Regions from separate parts of the Mus musculus genome. Here region 1 is linked to region 2. Evidence: chromatin contacts called from public HiCAR-type data. All regions are on one chromosome and are shown on one strand. The core of a region is the stretch at or near the end of the contact, and the rest is flanking DNA. Distances in the headings are between cores, read along the strand shown.

Region 1 (5,618 bases), core at 2,568-5,067, 400 kb before region 2:
TGACATCTCCCATTGTACAAATCTCCAAAAAAGATTCTCATTTGATGAACTGCACATTAATGAGCCTTTAAACTGCTGAAGATCTAGCATTATTTAAAGACATCTCCATCCTTTTTACAGTAGATAAAGTCATGTCATTTGATCATGGGAGCTTAAGTGGAGAAACTAGCTAATCAAAGCTTTTTCTCCATGTAGGTAAGACACCGAAGTTATTATTAACAAGGTGGACACAATTGTTCTCTCACACCTGTGGGTTCCACATCAGCAGTTTCACCCAAATGCGGACTAAATGTGCTTGGAAAAGAAGGAAGTCCCATGTATAACTGAAGTTCTCTTACAATTCTTTCTTAAACTACAGTAAATTACAGCTATTTTCATAAGACTTATTCTGCTAGTTATTACAGATAACCTAAGATGTTGCAAAGTGTACAATGTCAAAGGATGTGTTGAGGTTACCTGTAAAAACTATGTCATTTTCTTTAGGAGACCTGAGCTTCAACCATAGGCGAACTTCTGGAACCTGTCTCACACATATGCTAAGGAAGGATTGAATAAAATGTTTTACTGCAGCTACTAATATTTGGGGTACTGCAGAACCTCATTTCTACTCAGAATGAGCCTCACACCATCCCTCTTGGCCCGTTTATTCCTCATGTAGCTCAAATAATACTATGCTGCAAACTTCTGTGTTTGCTCATCCTTTTTCTTTGATTTCTAAACCCAATAGAAGAAGAAATGGAACTTCTGTCTTCTTTACATCTTAAAATACTAGGTCCTACAAGACTCTCAATACACATTTGATTACACCATTGTTTGTCTTCATGAACACATTGTGTTTGGAGTCTTAGAAAATATCTAAGCATGTGTTGCTCATTTAAAAAGATTGGGTGCTTCCATGCATTGCCATCTGAGTAAGTAAAACCAGAAGTTCTCTATATCAAAAAATGTAATAAAACTCCAAGCCCTAACCTCATAAAATCTAATCTAGTTGCTCAAACATTCTAATCATTGAGAGATTTTCATCCTGAAATAAATTTAGACCTTTAGACAAGCTACAGAAATGAACATTTTCTGCATATTGTTCATCTAGCTTCCACAAATGGTAATACTTCACAAAACTACATGTATCACAACACAAATTAGCACTGGTACACAACCAGAAAAAGCATTGGGTTAAATTTTGCATTTCTCCAATAATTCTAATTAATACTGAGGGTTGAAACACACTCATAGGTGATCAGTGAGCCTCAAGTATGATTCCCCTATTTTGCCTGCTAATACAGTGTCCCTGATCTTTGTAGTATGTGTTATTAATAATGCTTAGTCCCATATTTCTATAAATCCCTCATGTCCAACTGAAGACACATTTCTCCCCTGACAAAGATGAACTTGACCACATCTTGAAGTAACACAATTCACAGTTGAGTCTAAGCTCAATCTTGTTACTGTTTATCTAGACTCCTTCACATCTACTAACGTACATTTTATTTCAGCATGAACTTGAGTCCTATAATCTCCTCAAACATACTGCATCACTTCCTTTTTTTGTAGTTGCTAGCTTAAACCTTGGCTTGTTTCTCTGTCACAGTTTCAATGATACTAATATCCTTCTAATTTTTCCCAGGGATTTTGCATAATTGTTCCTTTTATCTTGACTTTATTGAGCTGTAATTAACAGATGGACCAATCCCTTGCTACTTGTGGTATAGGCAAAGACTAACACAGTGTTGGCACAACCTTGATTCTTGATAATAATGAAGAATTTCGGATAACCCCTAATCTACTGAAACGAAGTGTAAATCACTACTTGATGTGGCTTGAACATGAAGTGCCCTCCATGGGCTTGTGTGTTTGAACCTTTGGTCTCCAAATGACATCATTGATCTGAGAAGTTTTGGAGCATTGATAAGGCTTTGTAGATTAGATCCACTTCCAATTTTCTGGTCAGCCACTGAGAAGCAGTAATCATGTTTCCATTGATGTAGACTACATGCTCTGCCCCTGACCATGACCTTCCCCATGGTCTCCCTACAACACTTCCTCACCAAGAGAAAATGAAGTCATAAATGAAAATAAACCCTTCCTTCATTATGATGTTGCTTCTGTCAGTTATTTTCTCATATTTAAAAAGAAAAGTAGCTCAGAAAATTGGTATTCAAGATATGGGATTGTTGCTGGATGGTAGAGTTTTAAGCCCAATTGTATATAATCTAGGAAGCATAGCATTAGTATGAAAATAGACAATTATGTATGTAATAATATAACAAGTAATATCCAAGTATTTAGTCACATGCATTTGATCAATTATTTTTTAATGAAGTTGCAAGGATACATCCGTGGAAGAAAATGACATCTTTTCTTCAAGTTATCTTGGGACAACTAGAAACCCATAAGGAAAAAGATAAAGGTAATAACTTTCCCCTACAGTTCAAAAGAGATCATCAGTCTAAACATAAGAGCATCTATTTAAAAATAGGGGAAAGTTTAAAGACTGAGTTTTCCAAAAACAAAGCCACAAAAAGTAATGATGATAAATTGTATTTTCACCAAAATTTATTCTCATTAGGACTCTATTAAGAAAATCTCACTAGCTACAGAGGGAGAGAAACTACTTACAAGGCACTTATTAGACAAAAGATATCTATACAGAATTATAATTTTTAAAAAATTTACTGCTCTACAATAAATGACTCAATTAAAAATTAAGTTGAGTATTCTACAAATAACAAATAAGCACATAGAAATTTGCTCAACATAATTAGTCATTAGATAAATACAAATTAAAACCACAATGGAATACTACTCTGCATTTACTGGAAATGGCAAATATGGGCCAGCAAGATGACTCCAGGATCTAAAAATACAATTCTTCTACAAGCCTGACCACTGGAGTTCCCACCCCTGAAACGCAGGTAAAAACTGGTTGTGTTAGCATCTGACTGTAGTGTAGAAAGCACTCCTATGGTATGACAGTAGGCAGAGACAGAAGACTCTTTCCAAAAGCTCACAGGCCAGTTATCCTGTAGTACAAAGGGTAGGGTCAAACAGGAAGAGAGGCCCTACCTCAAATGATATGGAAGGTGAAGACCAACCCTGCAACACAAATGTACTTCATACACAGATGGACATCCACACATATAAATGAAAATACGTATTTTTCAAAGAAAAGACAAACATTATAAAGATTCCCCCTGAGGATGGCAAAATGGCTCCATGGTTTAGAGAACTTGATGAAAATTTGAGCATCAGATTTTAGATGTCCAGTGCCCATTTAAAAATCTAGGCCTTCAGGTATGGCAGCACATACCTTTCATCCCAGCCACTTGGAACACAGAGAAAAGGAGATTTCAGTGTATTTGAGGCCAGCTTGGTCTATACAGTGAGTTCGAGGCCTTCCATGACTATAGTGTGAGACCCTATCTCAAAAAACAAAACAACACAAAAAAAAAAAAAAAAAAAAAAAAAAAACCAAAAACAAAAGAAAAAAACCAAATACAATCCATCCTGACCTTATGTGTCTATACCCCTTGTGCTACTAGGGGAATGATGGGTCATACAGCTTGGGTTTATCTGCCAATCAACCACCACAGCATAGAGAGATTCACTGATGAATGTTGTGTGGTGGCTAGTTTTAATTGTCAATTTGAATCAATGTAGACTCACTTGGTAAGAAAACTGACTGTGGAATTTTTCTAGATTAGGGTCACACATGTGGGGATTGCCTCAACATGATTAACTCATCTGAGAAGAGTCAGCCCAATGATGAGCAGCACGAGTCTCTGGGTTTTGGTTTTGAACTGTATTAAAGAGGAGAAAGTGAGATGAGCTCATATACAAGCCTCCATGACTCTGTTCCCGATTCTGGCTATGATGTGAGCTGCTCCCTCAAGCTGCCGTTACTGTGACCTCTCTACTTTAATGGACTGTAACCTGGAACTGAGAACTACGATAAACAGTTTTTGTCACTCTATTCCTTTTTTCTGGGTATTTTGTCAGAGGAACTGCAAAGAAAAGTAAAGGCTAGAGAGAGTATCTGATATCCCCCTCTGTTCTTTGCAAATATGCTCAGGCAAGCACCTACACACACACAACTGAGCCTACCAACTGTTGCCAAGGGTACAAAGGAACTGAGATTCTTATTCAATATTGATGAGAAGGTAAAAGGATACAGCTACTTTACAAAATGTTTTATCAGATTCCTAAGCATGGTTTCATATATGATCCACCCATTCCACTTCTATACATTTACCAAAGAAGAGTAAAAGCATCCTAAACAAAAATCTTCACATGAAAGCTTACTATGCCTTTATTTGTTATAGACATGATTCTGGTGCCCACCAACAAATGCAATCCTACATTGCAGTTTTTTAATAGAACAAATGCATTCCTACAATGCATGTTTTTTAATAGACTACAACATTGCTGAGAAATCCTTTTTGAGAGGTTGGCACACAAAATCTCATTCTGTTTTAAGGATCTAAACTGTATAGAACGGGAACTGTGTGAGTTGTGTTTATAGATCCAGAAAAAAGCAGGCTGATCTACAGTAGCTGAACAGCAAATAGATGTGAACCAGGGAGTGTAGCTCAGTGGTAGAGTGCTTGTTAGCATGTGTGAGTCCCCAAAGTTCACCTCCAGCACTTCCCCCACTAGAAAGGAAAGAGAGCAAAAACAGATGGGCGGCTGCCTAATCTGTCAGGCAAGCATGAAAAGAAAAGACTAGGGAAAGGCATGAGAGGATACATAGATGTCCCCACTATTTTATTGTGATGATGTTTTCACAAGCACTTTTACCTTAGTTACTGTTTTATTTATGTGAAAAGATACCATGACCAAGGCAACTTATAGGAGAAAGCATTTATTGGGGTTTGCTTACAGTTTCGGAGAGTAAATCCACAGCCATCAGAGCTGGAGCGGGGAGCAGGGATGGCACTGGAGCAGTAGCTGAGAGCTTACAACCTATGCACAAGTTGGAGTAGAAAGAACAAGACTAGGCCTGGATGGGCCTTCAGGCTCAAAGCCCACTCCCAGGGGCACACCTCCTCCAATAAAGCCATACCTCCTAATCCTACCCAAAACAGTTCCACCAACTAGGAACTGAGCCCATGGGACCATTCAAATATATGAGCCCATGGGGCCATTCCCATTCAAACTGCCAAATATACATACGTTAAATCTCTTATAGCCCAATGTATTTTTAATTTCAGAAAAATAAAACTAGAGCCAAACACCCCTTATGCATCCACATTTAAAAGTTAAACATTTGGCCTGGTCAGCCAGCTCAGTGGATAAAGGTATCTATTGCCAAACCAGACCACCTGAGTTCAAATCCCAGGCCCCACATGGTAAAATGATACAGTAGGTCCCAACATTGCCTTGCCATCCCCACCTCCATGCTGTGACATGCCTGTGCCTACACATATAAATAAAATAAATGGAATAGAGAAATTTAACTAAACAAATAAATAATAACTAGATATTTGGATTTCTTTGCCCAGATATTTAGACTTAACCATAGTTTTATAGCCCAGATATCAAGGCTTTTATAAACTATGTGATAAGATTTAGGAAACACTGCTCAGTTCAGGTCTCTACATTGTAACCACAACCAAAGGAAG
Region 2 (5,346 bases), core at 709-3,208:
AGGAATCAACTGTGACGTGACAACTGAACCAAAACATCATGTCAAGCCCAGGTTGTCTTGTGGAACCAGAGAGCCCTTGACTTGATAAAAGCTGATGTAAACCAGTCAGGCCAATGTGATTGCTCTCTGTCTCTTTAGGTTTGGTCAGAAAACCAGCTGTTCCCTAACATTACCTAGATCCTCTCCCCCTCGCAGCCTTTGACCAGCATTTCAACCATCCTGGGCCCTGACAATGATGCTCTTATTTCAGCTGAGGAGCAGTTACAGAAGGGATTACATCACCCTCATCATCAACAAAAGGCTGGAATGTCAAGTCCAAAGGAAACTATTTCTCCAAATTCCCAAAGGCTGAAGGGACAAGTGGGTATCTGTGTTGCCTATTAACATACCAATACGTTCTGTCCTCCAGTCTCCTTCAGTATCACAAGTACCTGTTACTCATTTCATACTCCATCCTTGCATCCTGGCTCTTCTCACTTCCTCCCCTACCCTAAACTCCCTCCAGCTCACAGACACCCCCCCCCCCGCCCCAGCTACTCATTCTTCTTATAACTCTGCTCTCTCTCTCTCTCTCTCTCTCTCTCTCTCTCTCTCTCTCCCCTTGCTTCTTTCATAGCCAGGTCCAGTCTGCTGACTATATTCAATCTACTACTTTCTCTTTCTCGTCCAGAATCTTTCAGATGCCTCTGGCTGTTCTTTCTCTCCTATCTACAAGAAAATCCATCCTCTTAACCATACCATGGAGTGGTCATGTCATCAGTTTATAAATCTCAATGGAGTTTCTTCTGGACCTGAAATATATCAATATATGTTACATTATGTACTTGTTATATAACCTACTTTACCATTATATATATATATGTATATATAAAATCTGTGTCAAGAATACCAGACCTACATCATAATTATGGAAGAGTTAGTATTTTGCTGAATTAATAAAGTATAATTTCTTTAATTTTTATTGAGAGTGTATGTTTAGATTGTTATTTAAGGACTAAAGTGGGCATCTTAAAACTTATAGTATGTAGATGACAATATTTAAAAATCATGCCTTAAAAGATTTATAAAATTGCCAATTCCATGCATCTATTTGCCCCTTTCTTTCCTTTCAAAGGGCGCATAGCAATGGGAATCATTGACCAGCTTCACACTTGTGACTGAAGAGAGGAACGAGAAGGGCATGTCCTTAGTTGTGTGTTTTCTAGATGCGTCTTTAGCATTTAGGGGAACCATATACACGAGTAGACTGTCACCATCACAATCTTGATCTTTAAAGTGGTTCAAATTCTTATCTACCAATGCTTTTCCTGCCAGAAAAAAAAAAATCTACTTGGGCCTTTTGAAGCCACAAGTATTTGGAGACAAAGTTGCTTTGACTACATTGAATCTTTACATTGGTTTAAGATTCAAAACCTAGACTAAACTAAAAATCATTAATTAACACCAAACATCAGACTTTGCTCTGACTAACTTGTCAACTGCAAATTTTCAATATTGTACTCAACAAACAGGAATGGAAGTTCTCCTAAGTTATAGCTGGCTCTGGGTCAAGGAAAGAAAAAAATTCATTCTCTTGGGATATACACTGTAAGAAAGTGCTTGAAGCATGGTCAGTTATAAAAAAACGCATACAGAAATCAATGAAGCTCTTATTGACCAAGTGTGGTATAGTTTAAACGTTAGAATAATGACAGTAGTAGATAAAATGGAAACTTATGAGTCTATGCTAATACAGAGTACAAAGCTCGATGAGGAACTGGGTATCTAGGAATAGGATGCATATTCGTCATAAGACACATAAAGAAGAATAGCTTCACAGCAAAGAAGCCTGCTCCCACCACCACTAACAAGCTATCTAATAGAACACATCCAGACTGAGACAAATAAGACCATCTACGAGCTGGTGTCCTGGAAACCGGTACAACTCCTTGGAATACTCCTGTGAAAGACACAGCTGACTATGTCTTGAACTATGAAGAGACATCAGATGAGCTCACATTGAATGATGCTCTATGAGAGCAGAGTATCAGATGACTTCTGCTTTAGTCACAGAAGTAAGACAGAATTATTATTCAGATTTGCACATCTGGCTTGTTGTGTTCCACAGATAGTAACTGAGGCCATGTGTTCTTAGCTCTGGTCTAGATTCCGGAGATTCATCTTCAGCAGAGAGGGGAACAAAGCTTTGTCCTTATGGAACGAATTCCAGGGTAGGTAATCTGATATTCCACTAGTAGAAAAAGGAGGTGATGTTTAAAACTGAGCAATGTCATGAAGAAAATAAAACCAGCACAAGTGAAGACTTAGAAATCTGTTTTCACAGTATCCACACTCTACAGTGTTTTTCCAATATAGGCTCAGAATTCTGCCACTCATTAAAATAAGAAATTGGAATCTGCATATCCACCCTTAAATTCTGTCAGACTTTTGTGACTCATTTCTTCTGTCAGCACACAGGGGAGTAAAAGTTGTAAGGCTTAAGATGTATTGGCAAAGACTACAGGTTCCTCCTAGGTCTCTCTGCTAGGATGAGCCAAGGTATGATGAAGTCAGACAATAGAGAGAGGTCATACACAGATGTACTAGCCAGTAGCCCAATGCTGACTGGAGACCAGTACTGATGCCCTGGGGAAGTTTCCAATAGAACTCCAAATTCTGGCTGTTTAAGGCTGCAAATACTTAGGGAACCCAGAATCAGACCCAGTCAACATCCAGAGCTATGAGAGATAATGATAAATCGAGTGTTGTCTTTTAAAGCCACAAAGTTTTGGTATGTACAAGATAACACCATCATCTTCATCAATAGAATGAATTAAGAATGTAGATCATTCTTAAGAATGTAGATCACTGAAAAATGAGTGGAATAGAAAGAGAAATACATGAGATGATGGGGAGCAAGGCCTACTGACCAGCCTTAGTCCAGAACCCATCCCGCCTTTCAGGAGAGGGCTTTCAACAGGCGACTGAGAAATGAATATGTAGTACATATCCAAAAAGGAATATGATTCTGCTATGAAGAAAAAGTACAGAAAATGGATGCACTTGGAAAGGAAATATTAAGCAAGGAGATCTGAAATCAGAATAAACAAAACCCACACATTTTCCCTCATGTGCAGAATCTAGCCAGCAATGCACACATGGATCCATGCAAACAGGTGTAAAGATGGGCATTCTGTTGTAGTGTTTAGAAAGGAGACCAGAAAAGAACAATGCAGGGTGATGAGCAGAAGCGACATTCAGTCAAGAGACAATCGGAGAGAATGCGAAACTACTGTCACTGAGGTTTCAGCTCTGTCCAATTTTTTCTTCATGTGTATGGTGGGCACGTTCATTGAAATGTTGTAGATGATGAAAGTCCAGAATCCCAAGTGAAGCTCCTGGCTTCAGAATAGCCAACCCAATTGTGTAGATGCCTGAGTTTGTGACTGGGCAAGGGTTTTTGATTTTGTTTTTGAGTGGCTATTTTAATCTAGCTGTGTGATTTTTTAAATTCATTAGTTCATTAAAGTAAAGTGATTTTATTTAATTAATATTTTTTTAAGCAGGGGACTGGAGCATCTGTTGTTCTTACAGAGAATCCAATTTGATTCCCAGCACTTACTCATAATTACTTACATCTGTTTGGACTCCAGTTTCAGGGGACCTGATGCCCACACCTCCATGGGCACCAAACACACATGTGGTGAACATATATACAGGTAGGCAAAACACTCAGACACAAAGTACTAACATGAATAATCTAAAGAAAATCTTGCTACATCATTCTGGCTGTTTATACATTTTAGATTATAGATTATGTAATTTATAATCTCATCAGCCTCACCTTCCAAGTGCTAACACTATAGGTTACCATGCCTGTGTCCTGAAAAGCAGACACTATAAGCTTATTAATGAGCACAGGATGTAGAAAACCTATTTCTCAGTGCTTTTCTGCTCAACTAAAAAAAAAAAAAAAAAAAAAAAAACCCTCAGCTTCTGACGTTCTCTCTGGCTCTCTCTGTCTCCTCTCTCCTCTGTCTCCTCTGTCTGTCTGTCTGTCTGTCTGTCTCTCTCTCTCTCTCTCATATACAAGCACACACACACATACACACACACTCTCATTTTCCTTTCTTAGGAAAAAAGAATGTATATATTCCAAAAATCTTAGATGGTATAAAAACACGGCAACTGCCAGGCATAAATCTGTATTGAACACTCTATAAACCGATTTGTTGCGTCTAAATAGATTTTATTTCTTAAAGCTGAGCTAAATTGCTTTTAAGGTCATTTTCTTTGTTAGCATTATACGTGCTATTAAACCATGTTCAGTTTTTTTTTTTAACTGAATGTTGCATTAAAATAAAATCAAAGTCAAATGAGGAAAAAAGAGATGACTTCCTCTGCATCCTAGACATTCTGTCTCAGGACTAATAAACAGAAAGGGTTGTTTGTATCTTTTCACCAGCATCCTCTCAGCAGGAACTTGCAAAACAAATGTCAGGGAAAAAGAAGAGATTCGGTTTTTCTATATGTAGAATGTGTGTTCATTATTGAAACTTAGAGCAATGTTTCCACCACATCAGGTTTGGTGCTTTTACCCAATAAACCATCTTGCCAGTTCAAATAGGACATTTTAAAGAGTGGCTTTCAGGAATGTTAAATTCCTACTGTACAAACATTGGTTTGAGGCAGGCTACAAATGCCAGGAAATGATGGGGTCATGGGAAGTTAAGGGAGCCTCTCACCCATAGTCTGACTGAGCCTCCCACCAGCTGAGATGTAAGAATGCCCACACAGTTAACAAATATTTGTTGTGAAAGTTGCTACCATAAAATATTATCCACTTGGGCTGGAGAGATGGCTCAGAGGTTAAAAGTACTAGTTGTTCTACCAGGTTCAATTTTTAGCACCCACATGGCAGCTCACAACTGTCTATAGTTCCAGAGGATTCTCATACAAACATACATGCAGGCAAAACATGAATGAATATAAAAATGAGTAAATCTTAAAAATAAATTAAAAAAAGTCATTGTGTGAGAAAGCAACCAAGAAGGTGAAAAAGTTTTGTTGTTTTTTTTTTAAGATTTACTTATTTATTTTATATATATGAGCACACTGTAGCTGCCCACAGGCACACCAAAAGAGGACATCAAATCCCATTACAGATAGTTGTGAACTATCAGGTGGTTGCAGAGAATTGAACTCAGGACCTCTGGAAAAGAGTCAGTGCTCTTAACCACTGAGCCATCTCTCCAGCCCTGAAAAATATTGTTAATCATCAAAGCTGAATATGTGTAGACTTACCACTTTGTTATCCATATTAAAAGATATTATCCACTTATATTATCCATCTATATCTCTAGGTGG

The links. HiCAR-type assays count read pairs that join an accessible place to other places.
Region 1: a HiCAR-type map of fibro-adipogenic progenitors shows a contact between it and region 2, with 5 times the contacts expected there. The contact joins two enhancer-like sites. A contact is called at or near these places in 1 of 115 datasets of contacts at active chromatin or transcription factors (fibro-adipogenic progenitors) and 1 of 9 other capture datasets (embryonic stem cells).

The regions. Positions count from the first base shown.
Region 1 is chr10:37,423,595-37,429,212 of GRCm38.p6, reverse strand. No RefSeq gene overlaps it. Among named protein-coding and RNA genes, the nearest start is that of Gm31330, 11 kb to the left of the region's middle. Within about 2 kb of position 3,817, at least 4 of the 459 cell types and tissues checked have an H3K27ac peak or open chromatin away from gene starts, as enhancers often do. A contact at or near this core is called in fibro-adipogenic progenitors, where this site is marked.
Region 2 is chr10:37,023,798-37,029,143 of GRCm38.p6, reverse strand. No RefSeq gene overlaps it. Among named protein-coding and RNA genes, the nearest start is that of Hdac2, 52 kb to the right of the region's middle. Within about 2 kb of position 1,958, at least 8 of the 459 cell types and tissues checked have an H3K27ac peak or open chromatin away from gene starts, as enhancers often do. A contact at or near this core is called in fibro-adipogenic progenitors, where this site is marked.